Linked DNA regions of Arachis hypogaea: region 1 is linked to region 2. A link is a contact called in public Hi-C data. All regions are on one chromosome and are shown on one strand. The core of a region is the stretch at or near the end of the contact, and the rest is flanking DNA. Distances in the headings are between cores, read along the strand shown. Region 1 holds the start of LOC112696493 (WRKY transcription factor 44). Region 2 holds the start of LOC112696492 (adenylate kinase 1, chloroplastic).

What was found. A called contact is a pair of places that touch in the nucleus more often than the background predicts.
Region 1: a contact with region 2 is called in a Hi-C map of leaf, with 2.4 times the contacts expected there. The contact joins the promoter of LOC112696493 here to the promoter of LOC112696492 in region 2. A contact is called at or near these places in 2 of 8 Hi-C or Micro-C datasets (both in leaf).

What each region holds. Positions count from the first base shown.
Region 1 is chr6:25,665,104-25,670,567 of arahy.Tifrunner.gnm2.J5K5, reverse strand. It overlaps LOC112696493 (WRKY transcription factor 44), which reads right to left and starts at 3,892. Exons shown (of 7, transcript XM_025749293.3): 1 at 3,625-3,892; 2 at 3,389-3,507; 3 at 230-574; 4 at 15-146. The coding sequence starts at 451.
Region 2 is chr6:25,151,610-25,156,986 of arahy.Tifrunner.gnm2.J5K5, reverse strand. It overlaps LOC112696492 (adenylate kinase 1, chloroplastic), which reads right to left and starts at 3,754. Exons shown (of 4, transcript XM_025749290.3): 1 at 3,137-3,754; 2 at 1,113-1,253; 3 at 93-365. The coding sequence starts at 3,436.

The DNA of each region.
Region 1 (5,464 bases), core at 2,643-5,142, 510 kb before region 2:
GTATATATACTAACCATATTTGCCAAAAGAGAAACTGTTGTCCTTGACACAAGTTTTGCCATTGGTTTGTATATGAGAGACTGCTTGGTGTCAGAATTAGGACTCTTGTGGGAAGAATCACAAAGTGCAGCTTCAAAAATGTCATCCTGAAATTACAAAACACCATAGAAATTGTAAAACCAAGAAGCTATGCAGGAAAGAGTCTGTGACTGCTAGACTGAGAGTTCACCTGAGAAGCAACAGACGCAGCGGGGGTGCGGTTCAGTGCCGGCTTGAACCTCACTGTCTTTGGTCTAATGGCAGAAACTGTTGCCTGGGAAGATTCAATTTGAGGTGATGAGGCATTAATGGCACCTGCAAGAAGCTCAGAGAAAGATCTGAAAGTAGAACAATTAGGCCTTGAAGCAACTGGTTTTGCCACGACTACTCTCTCAGCTTCATCAATATCCATTTTCAGTCAGTACTTTTTACAAATAGATGGTCTGCAACTTCCACTCTTCCTCAGAAATAGCAAGAATTCCTCTTGATGATGGCTTCAACTCATCCGAAGATAAGGATCACCAACCTGGTACACCTAACATTATACCAAGTTTTAATATTAGTTCCTAATACAGAAAGAAATTTCACTATCATGATTATGAGTCTCACTCATGCTACTGTGTCTGGTAAAGATAGCCAATGTAAACAAAAGAGAAGAGGCAGAGGCCATAACAAAAGCAAAGATTTTAAAGAAACCAAATTCAAAACGATATATATCTTTTCAGATTCTAACATGAGATACCTTATTTATCTCTACTGTGTCATATGTCCTAATTAACTGCAAGACACTGTGGTGACTTTAATCCAGCTTATCATTTGATCATTTGATATGATCTAAAGTTGATACAGTGTCTATAAATACATATTTTTTTTTCTTCTCTTTTTTTATTTAAATATCTTTTAACAAATTTAATATATTCACATATATTAAATTATATTTTTTTGCCCGTGAGAGGAGAGGAGAGGTTGCTTTTTGTTTCTTTTGGTTGTAGTTTCAAGGACAGTAGTACAGTTATAGTACCAAAACCATGATATATCAAATATCACAGACTAAAATTATTTGAAACTTCAACTGCATTTAGCTACAAGAAGATCATCAATTAGGTTTTTGTATGGAGAAACATGGCAATGATTATGGATGGTTTTGTGAGGAATATATTGTGGAACAAAAATTTTACTAGTAAACCAAATATTCATTTATTGTGTATAAATACATATCTTATTTTACATCACTTTTTATGTGTATTTTTATATTCTGATATGTATTTTGTACAAAAAATTATTATCAAGAGTTAACATGCATCCAATCATTATTATTTTAAGAGTATCCAATCATTTCTCTAATAAAATACTTCAATAGAAAAATCTTTTGTTATATATATCTACACATTATTTATGGTATTCTATTTTCTCGATAATACTCTATCCTACTCAATAGTAGAATTAAGGAATAAAATGTCATATCAGTTGTTCAATTCACAGATTCTGAGACTTGAGAGACGGCTAATGAAGCAATCCCAAGAGAGCTATCAATCATTCATTCTACCCTAACTAGGCTTAACCACGCAACAACACCATTCATTTTCGCAGCAATAAGAAATTAAATGTCCGTACAGGCATTTTCATTGAAAAGTTTGAAGAATGAAAAGAAAATTCTGATAATTTTATACATATCAGATATTCAGAAATCAAATAGAGGCACCAGCACCGACAAAACAATCCATCTATTTTGCTGGTCGCCCACTTTTAATTAATTTTCGATTAATTATTGTAACCTAAACTCTAAATAAAAACTGATGAAATTGGCCCACATACTCCTACACCAAAAAAAAGTGACTGTCTAATACTCACAAACTTAATCAGTATATATAATCTCTAGCATTGAAATCCATTCCTCATAATCACAAAGGAAAAAGATTAGGCTAAAGTAAAGAGATTAGTAAAATAAAAGTTTAATTAATATTGAATTTTAAAAAATTATTTAAAGTGAAAAATTAATAAAATAATGAAATAAAAAGTTAATTATAATTATATTTATAATTTTTTGTCATACATAAATTCTACTACTTTAATTCAAAAGTGATTGTACTTTTATTTTTTTTTACTTCAATAATTTTTTTATTTTAGAAAAATTTTATCTTTGAATTTTTTATTTTTTTTTATGTGAGTTTCGTTATTTTAATTCAAAGATGATTAAATACTCATTTTTTTTACTTTACTAACTTTTTTATTTTAAAAGAGTTTAATTCAATCAAAAACTCATTTATTCTTAATTTAAAGATAATTAAACACTCACTTTTTACTTTACTAATCTCTTAATTTTAAAAATGTTTGATCCCTTATTATAAATTAGAAGAAATGTTGTCCCAAATTATTATAACAGAAATAGTTGCGAAGAAATTGCTAACATTAATATAACATTGCTTCCCTCACTATGATTATAATAATATCTACTTTATTTCTACTATATATAATGAGGATAAGAGGGAGAGTTTGTGTATACTTTTTTTCCTTAAAATGTCCTTCCTCATATTATATATATAATTGTTAACTCAAAAAATTAAATTCATAATCTTTTAGTTTTAGTGTAACATAAGTTTTAAGACTTAACTAAGTAAAAAAATTAATTTTAGTTCATAAAATACGTGATTTTTCTTTACCCACACGCGTTATAAAGAGTATTGGTTCTTCGTATTTTTATATGGTATCATAATTATCCTCTAATTAAATATTTAGTTTGCCTACCCTTTTTTAATATATTTAGTTAGTACATATTCTTTCACTCTGTGTGTGTGAGAGAGAGAGAGACTCACTCTCTCTAATTAAGATTTTTTTTATTATACTATTCAAAAGTAGCTAAAAATAATAATCTTCTTCTAATACAAAAGAAAAAAAATAATATATATATATGAATTTTATGATGTTTATTATTTGGTCTTTAATTTTTATTTAACTTATTTTTTATGATAAATTTTAAATATTTAATATTAATTTTTAAATTTTTTAGTAAATTAGACACAACTTTTACACATCATAGCAATCAAAAAATATATATAAACGAGGAATGTGTATGCACAAAAGTGGATATATAAAAAATCATTTGTCAATACAAATGTAATGAACCATATATTTGAGGTGATGAGCATAAAAACCCAGACAATAACCTAACAAAGAAAAGCACGCAAACGATCGATATAGTACGAAAAAGCAGCTCCAATATCTGAGTTCTTAATTTACTAGATTTCATGGTATTATATATGGTTATGCCTTCTGAGGAAAGTTATAAGTAACACATATTATGGTAATTAAGATAATAAATTAAGAAGAATAAAGAGAATTAAGAACTAACCAGATATCCAAGACCACCACCAATTGAAGCAACATATATATACTCTAAGCTAAAGAGAACCATATAATTCTGTGTCTTCAATCTTTTTCCCAATACAAACCCTGAGTTTAACCCCTTTCCTGCATTTCAACGAAATTAAATGTCAGATAAAAAGGGAAATGCAAATATAATAAATAATAAACCTAATAATAAGTTCCTAACTAAAACGCATCATGAAGGGAAAGATTGAAATTTACTTCGGATTCGAGCGTTTCATCAACGATAACATTAAACAGTGACCTTATTTTTTATGTACATATATATATATGCGTGGTGCTTTATACATATAGATATGGAATGAAGGGGGAAAAAAGAAAGAAGCTAAATGAAAGAGGGAGGGAGATAGGAGGGAATGTCACTGGGTTTTGTTCCTAAAAGATAAAGTTCTGAACCTAATAAACGACAGTGTTGCTCTTTTAAACATTTAATAAAATCAAACTAGATGTTTGTGAAGTATATATATACACACACAAAAATGTAACATATACGCTATATAAATAAATCACTACATAGATTTGTATATATTTTTACATATTAATTTATATATTTTTTAAATAAATAAAAAATTATTAGAATAATCAAAACATATCATACAATAGAATAACCAAACTTCGATTACATGAATAATCAAATTTATTTATAACAGTGTCATAAATAATTTTTATGAGCTATATCTCAAATTTCATAATTTTTCGATCTTTATCTAAAAATTTTAGATTTGAATCTTGCTTCTAATTTAAAAAGAAAAATATTTTATAATAACAGTAAAATACACTTTAACAGAAAACTACCATTTTGATACTCCAAAAAAACTTTAGATTTTACAAAATGGATCTTAAAAAAGAAAAATTATGAAGAATCATGCTCTATAAAAGTTTTAGCATTCAAATTTCAATGCAATTTTTTTCTCAAGTTTACTTAAAAAAAAAATTATGTACTTTCATCTTTTTAGATTTGGTCATTTTGTTTAAGTGATTTTTTCTACATTTGTTTCATGTGAATGGCACAAAATTGAAAACAAAACGTCTAGAAGATATTTTGACTCATTTTGTATATATACCTTCTAAATTATACAAGTACTAAAAAAATTAGATGAAGGTGAGAGAATGTTTATTAGTGCATAAGTTTGTCATGAAGGATTAAGTTTCTCCGAAGTGAGTAAAAGAGTTAGAAAGTAAAATTTTAGTCTTCTTTTAATTAAAATAGTAAAACAAATTATAAACTTACATATATATTAAAAATTTAAATTAAATCCCATAAAAAAATTAAATTAAATATTGATTCAATTTTCACTTTTTTTAATTGAGTAAACTATTATTTTGACCTAAAAATTTTAATTTTTGGTAAAATAACACTTTAAAAAATGATTTTTTTTATCCTCACCTTAGTTTGAAAAATACACCAATTATAGAAAAATATAAATGAAAAAGAACTCTTAACACAATTTTTTGTAAGTTTATTTGGTAAAACGAGATATTTTCATAATCCAAATTTAGATTTTTGGCTTTTTCTTGAATAAAGAACACAATAATTTTAGAAAAAATCATTTAAAAATAAATTTTTCAATTTTTTATATATAATTTTTAGATTTTTTTAGAATCAAAATGATAATTTATTTATTTATTTTTATCCTATTAAAATTCTAGAAGAAGATAAGAGTGGTATTTTAGATTGAGAAGTAAGGCTGGAAGTGAGTCGAGTTAAGTCGAGTTAAACCAAGCTCAAGTTTGGCTCCTAAAAATTGAGTTTGGCTAATAGCTCGACTCATTAACAACCGAGCCTATTTTTTAAGCTCAAGTTTGACTTACCGAAAGCTTATGCGTTGGCTCGAACTAACGAGCGAGTTTGCTCAAATAATAAGAACATGATCTATAATTTTATATCAATAAATTATAACTTATATGTTTTAAAAATATTTAAAAAGATTAATTTTATATATTATTTATCTATTAATAAATTATAAATTTTTTATTTATGACCTACATTAAAATTATATATAAAAAATAAATATAAAATTTTAAATAATTAAGATTATTA
Region 2 (5,377 bases), core at 2,505-5,004:
TCATACGCAGTATTTGAAGGAATCAACGAACTCAAACTGTCAATAGCTTAATTAAGTCAACTGAATAATAATAACAATAACAGGGAAAATACCATTTCATTGTATATGCGAAGCCTTTCTTTAACTACAGCTTCAGTATCGTCTGAACGAGTAATGAGCTTTGACATACAATGAGCTGGAGGAAGAAGCGGAGCCATAGACATTCCAGGGCTCCCATTCTCACCCTTGACGTCAATGGAAGCAACATTAAAATTTCCACCACACTGATTGCAAATTCTCCTACCCAGGCATTTTGCAAGCAATGCTTCTTCTTGGAGCTTCAGATTGACTACCAAGTCAATGTCAATTACTCTTTCCAATATTTCCTAAGCACAAGAAAAAAGCAATAAAATTTTATGCACATTATTCAAATAAACAGCTGCTATAGAAAACTAACATGTTATAGACTTCATGCATCCAGAGAGAGAAAGAGAGAGAGGTTGAGGGGTGGTAAAGAGGGTTTGGGAAGGTTGGCAAAAAAATAAGCTGCTGTTTGGTTACTTAGTCTCAAGAAATATCAAACGATGAGATGAGAAAAATTGGTTATTCGGAGCTTTGCATTTGGTTACTTAGTCTCAAGAAATATCAAACGATGAGATGAAAAATTGGTTATTCGGAGCTTTGCATTTACTTTTGATCCATTATCAATTTAGATTATTTTGATATATCACACAAATGTGTTGACATAAACCGAAGAGTTTGAATTTTGACCTTTAAGGTAGCTGTTAATTGTTGTCATCATTAAGAGTTTTTTTTTTAACGATGACATAAGCATGATTCAATTAAATTCTGAAGGAAAGAAAAAAGCTCAATCGGTAGAGGAACAAAATTAAATCCAACATACTTATAGTTTTGGTGAAAAGTAATAGTTGGTTAGCTGTAAACAAAAAAAAAATCAAAGAATCTAGGTAAGATAGGTTATTTCTGAAATAATCATATTATCCATTCTAACAAGACTCCTACACACTTTTCATTAAAATTTGTGCTTTGCAAATTAGAACCCACTATCAATAGCAATATTGATGCGCCAGTGCTATGGAGGTGTAACAATAACGAAATATAGAGATACTCACTGCTTGGCTTATTGTTCGAGGAAAACCATCAAGAATGAATCCGGACTCGCCTTTAGCTTCCCCATCAGCCAACCTCTTTGATAATAAACTTATAATAATTTCATCTGATACCAATTTACCTTGATTTACAATTTCTGATAGCTGTAAAAGAAACCATACATTGCATTTAGAGACCAAAGAGATTGTGTGAAACTGTGAATGACGAAACAGGAAAACAGTATATAACTATATGGTCTTATTATGTATTGAGCAATGCTAGGGGGTCAGTAATTTTTGTGATTGTTAGCCATCAATTAGCCATCAATGATGATTTGATGGTGTGAGATTGGTGTGAAATTTCATCCAATGGCTCACCTTCTTCTGCCGGTTACATGCTGGCCAAAATTCAATAAAACTGTTGGTCCCCTAGACTTTTCCTTATGTATAATTCGTTTCATGTTATTAATATTTATTTATGGGTTTAGCTAACCAAGTTAAGGTTGCTAGTAATAGAAAGTTTTAAATACTTTATTTTAATAAATGCACAACAAATGCATTGAGAATTTAAATTTTGCATTGTTTTCTAAAAAGACTTTCTTAATTTATAACTTAATCATATGCCCTAAGGGGACATGTTAGATGTTAGCTAAACCCTTAATTTGGAAAAAAAAAAAAAATATGCCCTAATAATTAGTTCTCAAAACCATTTCACCTTCCATTCACCCTTGTCAGCTCTAAATGAACAGATAAAAATTAGGGCACACTATGACCTCTTGAAGTACCATTAATAAGCATCATTAAAAGCTCAAAAGAATCAACATTCGTCAATATCTACAATTTCAAATACTTAGTGACTTTAAAAATGTTTAAAAAAAAAAAAGATGCTTAGACATCAATAATAAAAGATTGACATTATAATAAAGCTTTCCACTATTGGTTGTGGTAATCATCACCGAGATCTGTACTAATGGAGCATGACGAAGAGGGAGAAGGCATCATCAAGGGTGGATGTAGCACCAAACAAACAAGGCCATAAATAGAGAGCGAGGAGGAGGAGGAGGAAAGGAGTGAAATCACATACAAGAACACGTGAGAGAGAAAAACAGAGGAAAATTGAACAGGTTCTAAAAATAGACAGTATTTAAAGAGGATTTTCTTTAAAAATAAAAAAAAAGACCTTGATAGAAACTGGTTTTAATAAATACAGAGATTAGTTTTAAAATTGTTTTTGAAAAGCAGGTTTTTTAAAGTATAGGTATGGTTAGGATCAATTCGCTGGAGCTGTGTTTTTTTTTTTCTTTTTGTTTTTAAACAGACAATCAAGACATCAATAATTTGGTTCAGCGAAATGTTGAAACTCCCCGAAATTCAACCTTCGAAAAATCCCCATATAAACCCAGTAAAATAAATTCCACATGCAATCAAAAGAACAGAATATGCTACACTTGTAGAAAAAGAGAACGCAAGAACCTCAATAATTAAATTGTTTAAGTAACCGAGGACGGCCAAATCCAAATTTAGATGGATACTGCACAGATTATCATGAAAAAAAATAAAAAATAAAAAACATCAACGATAAGTGGCAAATTATGGCACAAATAATCACCCTTAAGATTATCTACAATCAGAAGAGTTTGAGAATTTTCAACTCCAACAACCAGATTAAGAATTAAGATCCAGTTCCAGCTAAAGCTACGTCCAACAAAAGTCTATAGATTCAAGCTCTCAAAATCAATGTTTTTTTTCTTCTTTCCTACACAGATGTCAACCCCATAATAACAATCCTGTACTACAGGATCATACGATTGCATCACTACATCTATCCATACAGCTTATCAGACACAGAAGGTACACATTTTTAATATCACTTCACAAGGAATACTATCCAGATATGCGACATCACAAGTATAAAATTGATAACACTACGCCATTAACACTTCAAAATTTCAACTCAACCAAAATCATGTAACATAAAGGTAAATTTTTCCGTCAAATTTAAAAATATTAGGAAGAGGTTAAAAAGTAAAAAGAAGGGTTTAGGGAACCTGAGAGGAAAGGGGGCCTTTGGAGGCGAGCTCGTGGCGGACGAGATCGCCGGTGGCGATGTGAGGGACGCCGATGAGGTTGCAGAGGCGGCTGGCGTAGGTGCCCTTTCCGACGCCGGGGCACCCAAGGAACACCCACTGCACATTCCTGTCTTTCGGATCCTTGCGCTGCGGGGCGTGGAAGTCATCCTGCGGCGGCGCGTGGGAGCTGGATTCGGAACAGAAGAGCCTTCTTGCCGCGGTGGAAGAGACGAAGAGGGAAGGGGAGGCGCGCTTCACGAGGCGGGTTATGGCCGCCATTGGAACGAATCTGAGGAAAGCCTAAAGCAAAGCAAAGCAAAGCAAAGCGAAGAAGAAGAAATACCTTTTAACGGTAATTGGTATGGGGATTGCACGCCCCCTGATTATTTATTAAAATATTATTTTCTAACGAAATTGTTTCTATTATTTTGGAAACCTCTTTAATTTGTTCCGATTTATATTTTATTGGTGTTGGCCTTTAGAAAATTGAAGCTATAATCACCGTGTGTTGGCACTTGGCAGTGTTGCTTAAGTATGGCTTCTTTTTATTTAGTTAAAAAAAAAAACTGGCATTGTTATTACGTGAACATAATATGCAATTTTTTCTGAGTTGTAAGTTGTAACATCAATTGAATTTGTTACCATTTACCAATAATGTTTTGGGGTCAAAATTTAGAAGTCAAACGGAGTTATAATTTTTTTTCCTTTTGTTCGTATTTATTAATTATAATAAAGCTCTGCATCCAAGTTATTTAATCAATTAAATTTAACTAAGTTGTTCTAACTTAATTCAGCTACATGTGTCGTTATCTCTAACTAACTTTTGAGAGATCACGACATTATATATAGCTCTTTTTTATGCGAATTTCGGTTTTTTTTCTAAGCATTTTTTGTGTTCTCTTCTTTTTCTGCGTTTTCTTTCTTTTCTGCATTCTTTTCATTTTTTGTGTTTTTTTTATTCATGATCAATGCTCTTTGATCTTATTTGAAGATTTGGAACAGTTTTTTTTTTAAATCAAGCAGTGAAATCAAATTTAAACAGATATTTTGTTTTTGAAGACAATGAATAATACAAGTTCAAACTGTCAGTTGAACCATGGCGAATTGGATTATTTTTTTGAAACGAATTAAGTGGATGAGGTTTGGTTCGATCTTAGTTAATGTTCTTCATTAGTAGTTGATGCTCCTGTAGTTGAATAATTTCATTTTTGTTTGTAAAAATTGGTATTCATGCTTGGACGTTTGAATTTAAATATAATGTAGGAGTTTTGAATTGTTATTTCGCTGAATCTGCTTCATTTCTAATTTCGGTGCATTTGGAAAGACATTTTGGTTTAATCTGAAACTTTTTTTTGGTTTTTTTTAGTTTCTTTGTGATGTTGATGGGTAGTTTGTGCCAAAAGTTGGGATGATTTTTAATGCACTTGAAAAGTTGAAAAACTCTATAAAGATTATTCTAAACTTGCAGGTTTTTCTACGAAAATTTATAACACAAATAAGAAGAAAAATAAAATTAAGAACCAATTGATTACATGTAGCATAGAGGGTAAATGGAAATCAAACATATTTCCAACTCAGAAGATAAATTCCTTAGCTGGATTAAATTATCCTATAAGAATTTATATACATATATTGAAGGACGTTGGTGTTTAGATTATTTTAAAAGTTGTTTTGATATCATTCACATCCGTATTGTCCAAATCAAGCAGAGATGCTTAAACAACACAGGTTGTTAATCATGTTTGTACGCCGTACGATTGAGAATAATGATGAAGTTGGAATTAGACCAACCAAAATATATCAATCATTTGTGACACAGCAGGGTGTTTTCGTAAATTAAGTTTTATTAAAAAAGATGTGAGAAATTACATTATGAGGGAAGTCCGTAATATTTTCGAACTAGACCATGCCAAAGAATTTGAAAAATACTTATTAAGAATGAAAGAGAAGAATCAGAATTTTTTGTTCGAGCTTGAACATAAATTTGATCACTCAATCAAAATCATTTTTTGGGCTAACGCAAGAAGCAGAGTTGCCTATGAGTATTTTGAAGATGTTATTTCATTCGATACCACTGACAATACAAATAGGTAATTTATTGTTCTGATTTATGTGTTTTGTGAAACAACTTTCGGTGCATATGAGACTCTACTTTTGGTGCATATGATCTTTTGTTTATGTGTGGTTGATTTAGATATAATTTGGTTTTTGGTTCTTTTG